2 separate regions of the Sus scrofa genome follow, and region 1 is linked to region 2. The links are chromatin contacts, called in public HiChIP or PLAC-seq maps. All regions are on one chromosome and are shown on one strand. Each heading gives the region's core, a stretch centred on a gene start, on an enhancer-like site or on the middle of the called end of the contact. The rest is flanking DNA. Distances are from core to core; before and after follow the strand shown.

What was found. HiChIP or PLAC-seq counts read pairs in DNA pulled down with a chosen protein or histone mark.
Region 1: a contact with region 2 is called in an H3K27ac HiChIP or PLAC-seq map of skeletal muscle, with 10 times the contacts expected there. The contact joins two enhancer-like sites. A contact is called at or near these places in 1 of 47 Hi-C or Micro-C datasets (retroperitoneal adipose tissue) and 1 of 2 datasets of contacts at active chromatin or transcription factors (skeletal muscle).

The regions. Positions count from the first base shown.
Region 1 is chr2:144,083,474-144,087,840 of Sscrofa11.1, forward strand. No RefSeq gene overlaps it. Among named protein-coding and RNA genes, the nearest start is that of FGF1, 160 kb to the right of the region's middle. Within about 2 kb of position 2,873, at least 11 of the 83 cell types and tissues checked have an H3K27ac peak or open chromatin away from gene starts, as enhancers often do. A contact at or near this core is called in retroperitoneal adipose tissue and skeletal muscle, where this site is marked.
Region 2 is chr2:143,823,403-143,828,025 of Sscrofa11.1, forward strand. No RefSeq gene overlaps it. Among named protein-coding and RNA genes, the nearest start is that of SPRY4, 66 kb to the right of the region's middle. Within about 2 kb of position 2,884, at least 40 of the 83 cell types and tissues checked have an H3K27ac peak or open chromatin away from gene starts, as enhancers often do. A contact at or near this core is called in retroperitoneal adipose tissue and skeletal muscle, where this site is marked.

The sequences.
Region 1 (4,367 bases), core at 1,623-4,122, 260 kb after region 2:
AGCCAAGAAAGGAATGAAATAATACGTGCTCCAACATGACTGAACTTTGAAAATGTTATGCTAAGGAAAGAAAGAAGCCAGATACAAAAGGCCACATATTTTATGATTCTATTTCTGTGACATGTCCAGAATAGGCAAATCCATGGAGACAGAGAGTGGGCTAGGGATTGTCCAGGTCTTGGGGGGAGGGGAGGATGGGAAGTGACCAGTAAAGAATGACTGGGTTTCTTTCTGGGAGGACGAAAAGCTTCTGGAAGGAGATATGGGTGATGGTTACACAGCCTTAGGAATACGGGAAAAATGAACTGGACTCTTGGAAAGAGCGAATTTGATGATAAGTGGATTCCGTCTCAGTTAAAGCTAAAAAGGACATCGATTGGGGTCATCGGGGAAGTTTACATATGAGTTGCATGATATTTTTTCAGTTTTAAATTTCTTAGATGTGGTCGTGGTATCGTGGCTCCATCGGAGTGTCTTCTACCTCGTAGGAAATATGTAGAGATGTATTTCAGTGTGAGATACTGTCTGTTGCATACCAGAAGGGGGTGACAGACCCCTGAGAGTTGGGACAAGGAATTAGGGACATGGCAGCACAGCACTCCCTCCGTAGTGGACTCTCCATGGAGAGAGCCTCCCTTCAGAACTTCTCCTGGTCCCACTGGCATCAGAGACAGACAGTCAGGCTGTGTTCCAGAAACTCATTCTGTGCCTGGGTTTCTTCGGTGGCGTGGGCATCGTGACCGTGTTTGCTGCCTCAATTGCACTGTTAGGGGTCTTGAGATCTTCAGCGAGAAAGTGTTGACTGTTATCGGTGAACTCAAAGGGCCATGAGATGCAAGCGGTTTGAGGATGAAGCCCTAAGGACCCGAAGGAGAAAGGGCTGAGCAGGAGCACCTGTAGGAGGGAAGGCAAACGGTCCAAGCTGGCAACCCAGGTTTGGCCATTGTTGGGATAACAGGAGGGGAGGTGAGCCAATGACCCAGCCCCATTTGCAGACTCTGCGTAATACTAAGAGTGATCCTTGAGTGCTTCCGTCCTCGGGTCCCATCTGCTCCTGGCTGGTGGTTAGAAAAGTCCCGTAATTTTCCCACCTACTCCTGTTACCCTTTGAACCAAGGAATCACTGTTGTCTGCTGTTTCTTTTGGGGGTCTTTGTTCTATTATTTTCCCCTCAAGGATGCTAGGAGAGCATCTGGGAGAGCTGTACTAACTAGTGTTTGCTTTTGGACCAAGATCGGGGTGGTGGTGGTGGTGGGGAGCCTCTCAATTTGGAGGTGGGGTCAGAGGTGGGGAAGTGGCTCAGGGGCAGTGGCAACACAAGGAAGGTTTTGTGAGGCCAGCCAGCAAGGGTGGGCAAGTCTGGATTTCTGGGTCACCCCTGACCACTTGGGCTTGCTGTTTTTAAAACAGACGTGCTTCATCCTTCCCAGAGCAGGGGCCAATGATGGGAACTCAAGATGCGAAGTCGCAGGCGGTTAAATTAAGCTGCAAGAGCTCAACGCCTGAAAAATATTGACTGTTTCTTTTTTTAAGCTAATATTCCAAATTTCTTAGGAAAGTCAACTTAGACATCCAGGACACAGGAAACGAGGCAAGAGGCCGTAGCCAGCTGCCTCAGAGGACCTGGGACACTTTCTTAATAACTTCCAGATGGTTCCACAGAAATTGTTAACATCTTGGGAAAAAAAAAAAAATCAGCTGCAGGAGAAATGAGATTCAAGTGGTTGAGGAAGCACAGCCCAGGGCAGGGTCCCCAGGGACCAGAGTGGATCTGAAATAGAAACCTTTGCCTGGGGGTTACTGCTTCCTATGGCAAGGCCCAAGGGGAGTGGGTGAAGTCCAGGGTTTTAGTAGAGATTTTGCGTTGGCAAGGGAGCCCCAACCAAACTGAATTGCTGCTGATGGTAATCCATGGATTAACCCGTGTTTGCAAACTTTTTACCTTAGTATTTTTTCTTTGTTTCTGAGAGAATAATTTACCTCCCAAGTATATCTGTTAGGCTGATAAGGCCCAGGGCTTAGAGCCTCTGAGGTTTTGAGGGCCTGAGGCAGAATATAACCCTGAAAAAATATTCTGTATACAGTATTTTTGTAATTGTGATATATATATATATGAGCAATAGATAACTTACTACATTTTATAATACATACATATGTATTTTTCGGCATATGGCAAGAAACCCACAAAATTTAAATCAGTACACGTCTAATTACATGCCTGCAATAGCTAGCTAGCATCATGGCGCCTCAGTCAGTTCTTAGACTGAGTGCTTATTAGAAATTTGATTTCACTGGAAGACTGTATGTTACGTTTTTGTATTTCCCAAGCATGGTCCAGACTTCAAGTCCTTGGATGCATGTAGTTCTTGAAGTGAAATTTGGAAATCCTTGCATGATTTTACAAGCATCTTTGATAGGGGATGTGTATTGTGTCTGTTTACATCGAGTGGGGAAGAGAGTGCAGCCCTGGGTTGAAGAGCTGAGGGTGGAGGAGGGCCGTGAACGCAGCCCTCCTTGCTGAAGAGGTGCGTGCTTCCTCTGCCTCCTCTCCATCGCCTTCCCCCAAGGAAGAGGAAACGGCTTGTTTGTGGAATGTAAGTGTTTGCACGCAAATCGAATCACTTCTTTGGAAACAAAAGTAGGGGAGAGGGAGCCGCAGATTCAGGGCTCAGTTGAGCCACCTCCCTGCATCCTGCCCCTTACCTGGGTTGCCCTAAGCCCACCAGGGGCACCTCCTGCCTCCCATCCTGTCTGAGGGTCCCCCCCTCCTTTGTACATTAGTTCCTTTGTCTGCCCATGACACTAGGAGCTGAGAGCTGGAGAGGCTGTGGAGGGCGAGTTGGTTGGCTTGCTTTGCAGTTCCTGTAGCCTAAAGCGTGTGGGAGTGGGGATTGAGCAGTAAGAACATCCACACCCTGGAACTGTTGGTCTGAAATGCCTAGGGTATTTAGTATAAAATCTGTGTGTAACTGCAAAAACAAACAGACAAAACCCAAGCACCTACTACAGGAATCAGAATTTTTGCAGCAGGCAACATTACCAAAGACCCGCAAAGAGAGCCCCAAACATGGTTCTGGGGCCCTAACCAGGTAAAGTCATTAGATGGCGTTATCCCTTTCCTTTGGGATTTAACATTTAAGCTTCGGCTTCTTGGGATTCAGCCCGAGGAGCCCCAGGAGAATATGCAGTGACTCCTTCCTTCCTCCCCAAACTGAAAGCCGGGCTATTACAATTCCAAATGGACGCAGAGTCCTGCCAAGTTCATAGGAAACTGGAATGACAGCGTAGGTTCCCACCGCTAGGAGTAGCAGAAGCTGAAGGCTCAGAGAATAAGTAACATCTCCCTTGTGATTCCCAAATGCGTCTATTTTTACTTTAAGGGGTTCTGGGTTTTCATTCAGTTTTGTGAACTGAGGAATCCATTTGGGATTTTCACCAGCTCTATTAAAATGAAAGCATGCAGCTCCTCCGCAGTGTACTGAAGCATCTTCCGTGATAGGTCAGAAAGAACTGCAGAGTTTGCTTTTGAAGATGGGCGAAGCATTGTCAACTGAACTTCAGTAGATACATTCTAGACTCATGGCAGAGTACAGGATCAGTTGCTAAATCCATATCCAAGAGATGTTGGCTTTGACATGGTATGATTGATCATTGAAACAAAGTCATAAAGTTGCTGCTCTGAGGGAGGTCCCTGGTAGCTCAGCAGGTTAAGGACCTGGTGTTGTCACTGCTGTGGCATGGGTTCGATCTCTGGCCTGGGAACTTCCACGTGCCACAGGGGAGGCCATTAATTAATTAATTAATATAGTTGCTGCTCTGAGATGGACGACTTGTGTTTATATGTATGAAATGTATGGATATTTCTAAGTATAGGATTTTTTGTGGGGCAGGAGGCTAGGAAGGAAACTCATAAGTAAAACAGGTATCTTTTTGCTGGTAATGTTGAGAAAGATTTCTTTAAATATGTGTTATTAATCATTCTTTGAAACAAGCTTATTGGCTCATGGATGGTATTCTTTCTTTCCAGCTTCTTCGGCTGGAATCTCTGCCTCCATGTCCCCTCTGTAGTGTATGCTCCGCAAGGCAGGGAGCTTAGCTATCTTGACTCTATATTCCAGAACCAGACTAGGGCTCCCACATAGTAGGAGCTCAATAAATGTCCCCCCCTCCCCCCTGCTTCTGCCAACAAATGGAAACCTTCCTTTTCCTTGGCTCTTTTAAAAGTTCCTGGTAGAAAAAACAAAAAGGTTAATTGTGAAAAAGGACACAACACGTTTTGCTAGGTGACTGAGTTTTCTGTGGCACTTGTAGCTGTTTGACCTCATGCCACACATGAGCTAGGCGGTGGCCACATCCTGCGTTTCTCA
Region 2 (4,623 bases), core at 1,634-4,133:
CAAGAAAGAGCTCCCAAGCCATGGGCCCTTGAAGCTGCTCAGGTCCTGGAGTTCTGTGACCTCGTAATTCTTCAGCTCAGGTAATGGATACCATTAGGATGGTAAGCCTGGGCCTCCTGAAATCCTTCAGTCTCAGGGTTTCAAAAAACTGCTCATCAAGGAAACTTTCTCTTAAAAAAAAAAAAAAAAGAAAAAAAAAGAAGTGCTTAAACTCCAGTTGAAAACCCAGCTAAAATGGGTGTTGTTTCCAGTTAGGCCAGGTGTGAAGGATCTGGAGCTGTCACCAGTCTCTTTGCTCAGCCTCCCTCTGCCCAACCTCCATGGTGCCCAGCCTCTGTAGCGCCTCCGATGTGGCCCCTTATTCCATGGAGCACTGACTCTGTTCACCACTTCTGTATCAGTCTGCTCAAGCTCTGTAACCAAATGCCACACCCTGGGTGGTGTAAACAACAGAACTCGATTTTCTCCCAGTTCTGGAGGCGGCAAGTCCAAGGTCAAGGTTTCAGCAGGGTTGGCGTCTGCTGAGGCCTCTCTTTCTGGCTTGTAGACAGCTGCCTTCTTCCTGTGTCCTTGTACAGTCTTCTCTGTACTCAGCACGCAAGCTCCGATGGCTCTTCCTCTTCTCACGAGGACACTAATTCTTTCAGAGTGGGGCCCCAGCCTTGGGACCTCATTTAACCTTTACTGTCTCCTTATGGGCTCTATCCCCAAATACCTTGGGGGCTTATTTATTTATTATTTTTATTTATTTATTTATTTATTTTTGTATTTTTGCCATTTCTTGGGCTGCTCCTGTGGCATATGGAGGTTCCCAGGCTAGGGGTCAAATTGGAGCTGTAGCTGCCGGCCTGTGCCATAGCCACAGCAATGCGAGATCTGAGTCGCGTCTGCAACCTACACCACAGGTCACAGCAATGCCAGATCCTTAACACACTGAGCCAGGCCAGGGATCGAACCTGCAACCTCATGGTTCCTCGTCGGATTCGTTAACCACTGACCCACGACGGAAACCCCACCTTGGGGGTTTTGGACTTCAATATAGGAATTTTGAGGGAACACAGTTCAGCCCATATCACCCTCCCATTTTCCATTAGAAGAAATTGAGGCTCCTCTAAGGTAGATGATTCCCCCCAGTGCACAGTGGGAATTGAGAGCTGAGCTTAGACCAGAGACAGTGCAATTCTGGCTACAAACCAGCTGCTCTAATGATCAGGTGGTCCAGTGAGGTCCAGAACTTGCCATGGACCTCCTGGCCTCTGCTCAGAAACCCACACTCCACCTGTTCCCGGAAATGGGTGGGCAGCTCCAGGAGCATCATGGAAGCACTGCAGACGGAGACATCAGTGTAGGTTTGGGGCGTTTTTTTTCCAAGGGGCTTTGTGAGCTGGAGCACAAGAGCTGAGCTGACCCCAGGGGGTAACGGCAATTTGTGCACATGGGACGGGGGACACTCCCAGGCCCTGGGGGGCACAGAAGTTCTGCTTTTGCTGGGCAGGGGAGCCTCAAGGTAGCACACTTTTGGGTTGGCTGCCGCAGACCACACTTACCAAGTTCTTGCCCTGTGCCAGCTGTGCTAAGTGCTTTATAAAGCTACATTATGGTGGAGTTCCTGTCATGGCTCAGCAGTTAAGAAACCCCACTAGTATCCATGAGGACTTGGGTTCAATCCCTGGCCTCGCTCAGTGGGTAAGGATCCGGCATTGCTGTGAGCTGTGGTGTAGGCCACAGATGCGGCTCAGATCCCGAGTCTCTGTGGCTGGGGTGTAGGTCAGCAGCTACAGCTCCAGTTGGACCCCTAGCCTGGGAACCTCCATATGGCGCGGGGTGGACCTAAAAAGACAAATAAATAAATAAAGGAGAAGCAAAACCTGTAAAATAAAATAAAGCTACATTATGGGACCGCCATGACTGCCTAGAGAGACAGGACCTCAAGTGAGCTCCCAGTGTGACACAGCTCGGAAGTGGTAGAGCCAGGACAGACCCTGGGGGTGGGCTGGAGCTGGGGGGTTCTCCTGCCTGGGGCCTCCCATCCCTCCCTTTAAGCTCCCTTTTTCTCTGAAGCAAGAGAACAGCCTCTTGGGGCTGCTGCTGGACTGGCCAGGCCTCTTCTGCCCGTCTGCTCGGCCTTGAGTGCTTCTCATCTCCAGGAGGAAAAATAGGGAAGGGAAATGGATGGTCTCCAAGCCCCGTCGTCGAGGAGCCAAGGGATCACACAGGGTGGGGGCGGGGGAAGGTCCCAGGCTCTCTTTTCCCAAGTTGAGGAGCGGAAGCCTTGACAGCGAAGGGGATTTGTGGAAATTCCTCTGCGCATTGTTACCAAGCAAAGGAACTGTTTGAGAGCTGAGCTCTCCGTTTCTGCCCTAGGGAGCCAGGGCCAGTTTCCGCCTCTGAAACTTGTTTGTGGGAAACGGACGGGGCCGTTTGAGGTTCTCCGTGGGGGGGGGGCCTCCAAAGAGCAGGGCCCCCCCATCCTTCTCTCCCAGAGGTGAAGGGGGCAGAGTGTCCAGCGAGCCAGACAAAACAGCGCCGGAATCCGTGCCTCCTCTTTTCCTTCCACTTTGGAGCAGATGGCTCAGAGCCGAGGCAAATGAACAGAAACATTTTTTTCCAGGCCTGCTGGTATTTGTTTCTGGCACAATCCGCACAAGCAGATTAGAGAAATGGTTGCATTTTTCAGACTGTGTTCACCCTCTAGACTGGCCCTGAAGATGCTCCAGACGTGTGTGTGTGTGTGCATGTGAGTGTGTGTGTGCATGTGTTTGAGTGTGTCTGTGCGTGTGTGTGGTGTGAGTGTGTGTGTGGCCCCTCCACAGCCAGTCCACTCTAAGGGGATGCCCAGGCTGACATCTCTGGCCAGGCTGCCAGGCCCTGCCAGCTGGTAGATCAACTCCCAGCCTCTTGGGCAGGTGGTAACTGACGCACCAGGGAGGCGGCACATGCGTCTGTACCCGTGTCGCCGATGGAGCAGCCCCTCGCGAGTCCAGCTTCTCCTGTGCGTGTCAGATGGCTGCCTGCTCCTGGCATCGGCTTCCTTGGGCTCCGCTCCTGGATGCCCGAGGGCCCTGGGGGAGCTCCCACAGGACCCTGGAGGAAGGAGGAGAGCGGGGCTCCTCCTGGAAAGTCTCTCTGGGAGCCGGACACGGAGGGCCGGGCCAGGCTGCTCCACCTCGACCCGCCAGGAAAAGCCCTCCCAGAGGTGGCCTTTGAGGGGCGACAGAAACCTGGCGGGGGCGGGGGAGGAGGAGCAGGAGGGCCCCCAGGCCTACTCCACCCCCCAGACTCGCTGTCGGAAGCAGAGCAGATCACACCCTGTCTGTCAGTGGTACTTCAACAAACCTTAACAGCAAAGGGATGAAGAACCTGCCCAACGCTGAGAAAAAAAAGAAAATGACGGGCCAGCTAAGCTTGGTGGAACCAACCCAGAGGGAGCAGCCAGCCTCTCAGAGAACCTGTGCCCACGAACCAGCTGAGCAGGAGGTCATTTGCCTGCTCCTCTCCTTCCCTCCCCTGCCCCTCCCCTCCCCCTTCCCCTTCCCCTCCCTCCCCCCGCCCCCCCCCCACCTCCCCTCCCCTCCCCTCCTTCCTTCCTTCCCCTCCCCCCTCCTCCCTTCCCCTCCCCTCCTCCTTCTCCCCCTCCCTGCCCCCTCCCTCCCTCCCCCTCCTTCCTCCCCTCCCCCTCCCTTCCTTTTCTCTTTCCCTCCTCTCCCCTCCTCAGGCTTCTGTCTGTCTTCTTTCCTCCACTCTGGACACCCAGCACCCCTCTCCCTCCCCCTCCCCTCCCTCGGTATATGCGGCCCAGTGTCAGCACCCGTGTTGAGGATGCGACACGCCTCAGCCCAGGAGGACCCAGGGATTACAAGGCCTCTTGCCCCGGGTTCAGAGCTCTGAGGGAGCCTCCAGCATATGGCCTTGAACCTGTCCTGTCTCAGCCTCCAATTCCTTCCTTGGCCCGCGGCAGACGGAGGAGGAGAAAGCCCAAGAGAAACGGCATTTGGGGTCATGTGTCAGGCTGCATATTCTGTTCGGGAGAATTATGATTTCAGAGTTAACGGAGAAAAAGTCTTTAATGGTTTACATCCATCAGACTTCCGGGCAGGGAACTGTTTCCCAAGGTGTTAAAATATGAATTTTTCAGAGTCAACATTCCTAAGGCCCAAATACACTTGCGGCCTGTGGAAACTTCACGCACAATGATAGGTTGTTAGGAGCTAAATCGTACCAAGCAGTTAGTTGTAAGAGGGCATTTTATGTTTTATTTTTATTTCCATGCGCGGTTTATTTTTGCTCTGACATTTTATTATAATTTCTTCCTACAGTAGGTGAAGTGCTTGGGAAGTTAATTTAAACCAGCCTGACTTTCTGTGTGTTTTTTAATATTTATTTAAGCTTTTATTGAGCTTGTCAGGCAAGTCAGCGTGCAAAAATGCAGCCGAAAACCCCGTTTTCCTTCTGTGGTGCCTGCCTATTAATACGAGGTGGTGACAACAAGATTCGCGCACACTTCAAATGGGGGATTATTCTGGGTTTTCAAGGAAATTTGAGCCACCTGTTTCAGAGACCTCTCGGTGACTTGGGGGGATGCTGGAGGCTCTCTCCCCACTCAGCTGTCACTCAGAGTTCCAG